Regions from separate parts of the Mus musculus genome. Here region 1 is linked to region 2. The links are chromatin contacts, called in public HiChIP or PLAC-seq maps. All regions are on one chromosome and are shown on one strand. Each heading gives the region's core, a stretch centred on a gene start, on an enhancer-like site or on the middle of the called end of the contact. The rest is flanking DNA. Distances are from core to core; before and after follow the strand shown.

The links. HiChIP or PLAC-seq counts read pairs in DNA pulled down with a chosen protein or histone mark.
Region 1: an H3K4me3 HiChIP or PLAC-seq map of bone marrow-derived macrophages shows a contact between it and region 2, with 2.4 times the contacts expected there. The contact joins two enhancer-like sites. A contact is called at or near these places in 4 of 39 promoter capture datasets (the C10 cell line, embryonic stem cells, hippocampal neurons and 1 more), 12 of 15 datasets of contacts at CTCF or cohesin (CD8 T cells, the G1E-ER4 cell line, the NIH/3T3 cell line and 6 more), 262 of 484 Hi-C or Micro-C datasets (2-cell-like embryonic stem cells, the 3T3-L1 cell line, 3T3-L1-derived adipocytes and 127 more), 45 of 115 datasets of contacts at active chromatin or transcription factors (CD4 T cells, CD4 single positive thymocytes, CD8 T cells and 27 more) and 6 of 9 other capture datasets (adipose tissue, bone marrow-derived macrophages, embryonic stem cells and 3 more).

Annotation. Positions count from the first base shown.
Region 1 is chr6:82,983,124-82,986,725 of GRCm38.p6, forward strand. All of the region lies in intron 4 of M1ap (meiosis 1 associated protein), which reads left to right. Among named protein-coding and RNA genes, the nearest start is that of Gm32644, 38 kb to the right of the region's middle. Within about 2 kb of position 2,083, at least 2 of the 459 cell types and tissues checked have an H3K27ac peak or open chromatin away from gene starts, as enhancers often do. A contact at or near this core is called in bone marrow-derived macrophages, where this site is marked.
Region 2 is chr6:82,907,723-82,911,237 of GRCm38.p6, forward strand. No RefSeq gene overlaps it. Among named protein-coding and RNA genes, the nearest start is that of 2310069B03Rik, 28 kb to the left of the region's middle. Within about 2 kb of position 1,654, at least 137 of the 459 cell types and tissues checked have an H3K27ac peak or open chromatin away from gene starts, as enhancers often do. A contact at or near this core is called in bone marrow-derived macrophages, where this site is marked.

The DNA of each region.
Region 1 (3,602 bases), core at 833-3,332, 76 kb after region 2:
GAAAAAAGATATAAGGGAAACCTGTGTGCTTTTTATAACCCTATTTTTTTCTCTCTTTGTGTGTGAGCCAATGCCTGTATCTACAGCAAATTCCTAAAAATCTTAATCGATTTAGGATCTTGTAAACCCTGCTTAATTAATCTCACCCAAAATTAATCTCATAGAGGAGCCATAATGCATGGGAACAATGTTGCTATCTTCTTTTAGGATGTGTGTGTGTGTGTGTTGTCGTTGTTATTTTATTTTTCATTTGTTATTAGTATGTGTATTTGCACATGTGTGTACATATGGACACATGTATGTGGAAGTTAGAGGACAACTTTTGGGAGTTCATTTTAGCTTTCACCTTGTTTCAAAACAAGATGCCTCCAGCTTCTGCTGTAAAGTATACTCCAGGGTAACTGGTGTGTAAGCTTCCACAGTTCTCCTGTCTGCCTCCTAAGAATGCTGGGATTACAGATGGCAAGCCATGTTTTTCCCTGTGTTCTAGGGATCAAACTCAGGCTGTTGGCCTTGGGAGGCAAGTGCTTTTACCATCCTGAGCTATGTTTCACTGCAGAAATCAAAGTTTGGCTTTCCTGTTTGCTGCAGTGCTTGAGATCAAAGTCAATACCTTGCACCAAAGCAAGCATTCTACCGCTGAGCTGGATCTCTATCTAGCTCCTTAGGAATAAGTCTTGAGCGCTGAGAGATGACTCAGTTAAGAGTACTTTTGCTTGTGGCAGTCTGAATGAAAATGGCCCCCATAGGCTCATATATGTTGCAAACTTAGTCCCCATTTGATGAATTGTTTGGAAAGGTTTAGAACTGTGACCTTCTTGGAGGAGGTGTGCCAACGCCAGGCCTTGTCTGTCTGTCTGTCTCTGTCTCTATCTCTCTCTCCCCCTCTCTCTCCCTCTCCCTGTTGCCTGTGGATCAGGATATAAAGCTCTCAGCTGTGTTCCAGTGCCATGCCTGTTTCCCACAGTAATGGTCATGGACTGACCCCCTGAAACTGCAGGCAAGCCACCAATTAAATGTTTTCTTTTATGAGGTACCTTGGTCATGGTGTCTCTTCACAGCAATAGAACAGTAAGTGTGACGGTTTGTATATGCTTAGCCCAGGGAGTAGCACTATTAGGAGGTGTGGCCTTGTTGGAGTAGGTGTGTCACTGTGGATGTGGGCTTTAATACCCTAGTCCTAGCTTCAGCCAGTCTTCTCCTGAATCATACCTGCCTGGACATACCTGTATGGGCATTGCCATGCTCCTGCCTTGATGATAATGGATTGAACCTCTGAACCTGTAAGCCAGCCCCAATTAAATGTTGTTCTTTATAAGACTTGCCTTGGTCATGGTGTCTGTTCACAGCAGTAAAACACTAATTAAGACAATAAGACAGTGTTCTTCCAGAGAACCCAGGTTTGGTTCCTATCACCCACTTTAGGCAGCCTACAACCACCTTTAAATACAGCTCCAGAGGCTCCAAGGCCCTCTTCTTGCTTCCTCGGGCACCCATATACATATGGCATACATTCACATAGTCACATACATATAAATATTTTTTCATAAAAGAAAGAAATCTTAACAGGAATACCTGTCTTAGTTACGGTTTAATTGCTGTGAGGAGACACCATGATCACAGCAGCTCTTATAAAGGCAAACATTTGATTAGGGCTGGCTTGCAGTTTCAGAGTTTTAGTCCATTATCGTCATGGTGGGAAGCATGACAGCATGCAGGCAGACATGGTACTAGAGAAGGAGCTCAGAGTTCTACATCTGGATCTGCAGGCAGCAGAAGGAGATTGTGTGTCACACTGGGCATAGCATGAGCAGAGGAGACCTCAAAGCCTGCCTCACAGTGATATGCTGGGGATTGGTTCTAATGCTTTGAGTTAATCCAGCCCCCCAAATTGGGAATCTGCATGTCCAAACACAGAGGGCCCTTGTCCACAACTGGCTTTTGATTGATCAATAAAGAACCAATGGCCAATGTCTGGGTAAGAAGACTGAGGCAGGACTTTGAGATTTGCATGGGCTAGGAACTGGGAGAAAGGGAAGAAGCAGAGATCACCATGATGGGGGAAGAAGAAAAACCAGACCTAAAGGCCTGCTGATGTGTGAGAATCAGGGAAAGTGGCCACATGGGTCACTTCCCCAATTGAGTTTGGAGTTGCAAACATGAAATACAGATTTTTAAAACATATTAATTCAGGAGTACCAGAGGGGAGTGTTTTCTAGCAGCAGAGCAGATTAGAAAAGCCAACCATTAAGCTAGTCAAGGCATAAAAATTAACTGGCGTGTGTGTGTGTGTGTGTGTGTGTGTGTGTGTGTGTGTGTGTGTGTGTGTGTGATTTGAGAATCCAGAGGGCTCTGGTGGGTGGCTGGGAGCACAGCTTGCTGGGAGCACAAAATAATTAGCTAAATGCATCACTACTGACACACTTCCTCCAGCAAGGCCACACCTACTTTAACAAAGCCACACCTCCTAATAGTGCCATTCCCTATGGGCCAAGCATTCAAATGCATGAATCTATGGAGGCCATGACTATGCAAACCTTCACAGGTACATATTATGGGACTTCTTGGGGGTGTTTAAAGCTTCATTGGTGTACCTTAAAGAAGTTATATTTGGATGGAAGGAACATGATGTTAGATAAAATATCAATATCATTAGAACAGAATTTAGTTCTCCCCAAAATGACCTGCTAACTGATTCCAATCAAAATCCTATCAGAGTTTTTTGTTGATTTTGTTTTGACTTGGTTTAGTTTTGAAACAGGGTCTCACTGTGTAGTTCTGGATAGCATGAACTTGTGGCAATACTCCTGCTTCAGCCTCTTGAGTGCTAGGATTACAAGTCTGTACTGCCACGCCCAGCTTCATTTGTTGATTTTATTCTGAGGCAGAGTTTTGCTTTACAAAGCCTAGGTTATGTGTAACCTAAGCTGCCCTAAAAAAATCACATTCTCCTATGTCAATCTCAAATGCTCATCATAAATGAGATTACAATTACTATACCTAGCTCACTTTTTAAAATTAATCTGATGAACTAATCCCATGCAAAGTGTATATGCACTCACACGCTCATGTGCATGTGCACATTGAAATTAAGGTGCATGTTAAAGCCAAGGGTGCAAAGATGACTCATAAAGTTGTTAAATAAGACAGTATTGGAGGGGCTGGAGAGATGGCTCGGCTGTTAAGAGCACTGACTGCTCTTCCAGAGGTCCTGAGTTCAGTTCCCAGCAACCACGTGGTGGTTCACAACCATCTGTAATGGGATCAGATGTCCTCTTCTGGGGTGTCTGAAGACAGCTACAGTGTACTCACATAAAATAAATAAATCAATCTTAAAAAAAAAGACAGTACTTGGGCTTATCATATGCTCAATCACACATCCTTTGTTTCATATGCATGATGCTCTGGGTTTAACACACAGCACTGCAGAAAATAATATGTAGTGTCATACTGACACAGGAATAGACCATTTGTCCTGTCCAGAACTTATTACTGAGCCCAGAAGCAGAAAGTCACATGAAAACATAATGTGTGGTGTGGCTGCCATGGAAAAACAATGAAAATAGATTAGTGTAGTTACTAAATCATGCTGGAACGATCAT
Region 2 (3,515 bases), core at 404-2,903:
GCTCCACCTATAGGGTTGCAGATCCCTTTAGCTCCTTGGGTATTTTCTCTAGCTCCTCCATTGGGGGCCCTGTGATCCATCCAATAGCTGACTGTGAGCATCCACTTATGTGTTTGCTAGGCCCCGGCAACAAAAGAAACAGCTATATCAGGGTCCTATCAGCACAATCTTGCTAGTGTATGCAATGGTGTCAGCGTTTGGAGGCTGATTATGGGATGGATCCCTGGATATGGCAGTCTCTAGATGCTCCATCCTTTTGTCTCAGCACCAAACTTTGTCTCTGTAACTCCTTCCATGGGTGTTTTCATGCTCACTTCTGTGGTCTGGGCACTATTCTTGTTTGTGCCTGTGCCTGTGTTTACATGTACCTAGAGCTCTTGCTTTCATTCTGACCTGTCCTCTGCACTGAGTGTCTTATCCAGTGCTGATGCTCTGAGCCATTCCCCGTTCAACAGAGCTTGCAGAACCCACATGCTTGGCTAGCGCCCAGCACTCCGGGGTGACTCTCCTCCCTCTACGTTGTCTCTTCCTCACTAACCAGTGTTGCAGACATGTTTTCACGCCAACACTGAGTCATATTCAACTAAAAATATTTTTCATTGACTCGTTGTGTTTTCCTGTTAGCCTTAGAATTAATGTTAGCATGATGAAAATCTTTAGAGACACATCTCCACGCGGGCTTCAGAATTGGAGAGACTTGAAAACAGTCCCACCTCCACTGGGAGATGACTGTGTGATGTTCAGCAGGCTCCTGCTCTGAACCTGTTTTTTGGCTACAAATATGACTATTTATTCTAGACTTTCTGGAGTTGAGATTAGTATGAAAAATGTTTACTATACCATACATAAAATTAGTACATGCATGGACATAATTTTTATTATTAGTTAAAGCAACTATTCCTATATAGGATGTCTATTCTTGGAAAAGAATATTGTTATCTCAGATAAATGAGTTTAATATCTTTGATCTGGAAGGAAGAGCAGGAGAGACTAGTCTGCAAATAACCAAACACGAATTATTAATAGAGAATTATTAATAGAGAATTATTAATAGAGAATTATTAATAGAGAAAATTAAGGTCTAAGCGGGAGTTCAGAACCCAAGCTAGAGGGAGGCTGTGGGAGTTATAAAGGGAAACACCCTGACACTACCTGTCACAGCAGAGCGTCTGTGTGGTGCTTTGAATGTGAACTCCATAGGCTCAGGTGGGAGAAAACTTAGACCCCAGTCACTGGTGCTATTTGGGGAGGTTTAAGACGCGAGGTCTTGTATGTCACTGGGGTCAGCGGTCAAGCTTAGATGGCCTCTCCCCGCGTGCAGTTTACTCTCCCAAGTTTGTGCTTGTGGTTGGGGGTGTGAGTTCCTAGCTTTCTGCTCCAGTCACTGCCTGCTGCCATGTCACCACGCCCGCCAGGCTTCCAGGCCACGGTGGAATTTTATCCCTCTGGAACCGAAAGCCAAAACCAAGGATTTTCCCGTAAGTTGCTTTTGGTTGTTTGATGTTTTACCACAGCAACAGAAAAGCAACTAAGTCAGTCAGCCTGCGAGACAGAGGATTCCCAGCAGCCATGACTCAGCGCTGTGGAACCGGGGCAGCTGGAGCCTTGTGAGTTTCTGCAGGAGTGAGTACACACTAGTTCTTGCCATGACTCAGCGAGCCAGGTCAGCGATGGTCACACAGACTCACTCAGTTAATATTGTTGACGTCTCTGTAGGGCACGTCTTAGGCACTGTGCATCTAGGATTATGCTAAACGGCTATGGTGCGGGACAATATGAAGTACAGACTTAGTAAGAAGGAAAATAACTCTAACAGAATAAACAAGCCAAAAAGAGGAAATGCACATTAATGATAAATGCTATGCTGAGAAGGATGTGTAGGTAGTGTTGTAGGTTAAATATGAAATGGCTCCCACAGGCTCGCACTTGTTTGCCACTTGGTGGTGCTGTTTGCAAAGGTTATAGAACGTTTAGGTTTGGAGCCTTGTTGGAGGAAGTTAATCACTGGGGACCAGGCCTCTGTCTCTCTGTTTCTCTCTCTGCCTGTCTCTGTCTGTCTGTCTCTGCCTGTCTCTGTTTCTCTGTCTCTCTCTGTGTGTATTTGTATCTGTCTGTCTGTCTGTCTGTCTGTCTGTCTGTCTGTCTGTCTGTCTCTCTTTCTCTCCCCTCTCTGTGAGGGTGAAACATGGTTGCTCTGCTTCCTGACTGCCAGGCCATCCTCATTTTCCTGCCGCCATACTTCCTCACCTTAATGGACTGTGTTCCCAGTAAGCTCCCCTCCCCTGCTAAGTTGCTTTTGGTCAGGGTCTTTTATCCCAGCAACAGACAAGCACGCATCTATACTGTGTGATCAGGGTGGTCCTCATTCTGGAAGTGATACTTAAAATAAAGCCTAAATAGCCAGAAGAAGCCAGGCTTTCCACCAATAATGAGCTTAATTGGCATATGGTAGGAAAAGCCTTATCGTGTCCACAATGAGTGCCCACCTTGAGTGAGAGGGAAGAAAAAAATAAAAATAAATAAAAAATAAAAAGTAATATATATGTAAAAAAAAAAAAAACTTAAGTAAGAACAACAGTTCTAAATTAGAAGGAAGGGTTGGAATTTCTCCTGGGTGTCATAAGAAGCCATTAGAAAACTTTAACTTGAAAGGAACATATTTAGCATTAATTTTTGAAAGATCACTGTCTACATCTAAATACCTTTAGTAAACTACAACTGGTGTTTTGTTTGTTTGTTCTGTTTTTGTCTTTTTTATCCAACTTCCTTATGTCCATTCTTCTGATAATGTAATCTTTCCCTCCCTGGACACGTATGTGACTTAGGCTTGGCCAATCACAGTATCCCATTTCCTTGGACACACTCATTGGTGCAATGGAGTCATGTGATATGAGCAGAGCTGTCCTTGTGATTCTTGGTTTACGCTGAAAAAGTAGTTTTGGCTTCTAAGATCTGTGGCTGAAAGGATGTGGAAGCAGCCATATTTCTTTTTCTCTTTAACATTCATTTATTTTGTGTATGTGTGCATGTATGTGCATGCACATGTGTGCCAAAGCACACATGTAGAGGTCAGAGGACAACTTGAGTCAGTTCTCCTGCCACGTGGGTTCTGGAGATCAAAGCCAGCAGCACGTGCCTTTGCTCATGAAGTCATCTCAGCAGCAGCCACCTTTTCTGCTTCTTTGAGTGGGGCCATTTACAGCAAGAAAGAAAGAAATCAGGCAAGACAAGCAAAGATGACAGACAGGCAGACAGACAGACTCCCTCTAACCCTGAATCCTAATTCCAGGGGCTGGGACCTTGACTCCTAAAGTCCTTTGTGCAGTCCTGAGGGTATCTTATTCCTGACTTCTCTACTAAGTGAGCCATGAATTTCTCCATTTACTGAACTGTTAGCCTTCTTAAAGGCATGCCAGTGTATACCTGTAATCCCAAGACTTTGGGGAACTGAGGCAGGAGAATCACAAATTCTGGGCTAGTCTGGGCTACATAGTAAGTTCAAGACCAGTCTGAAC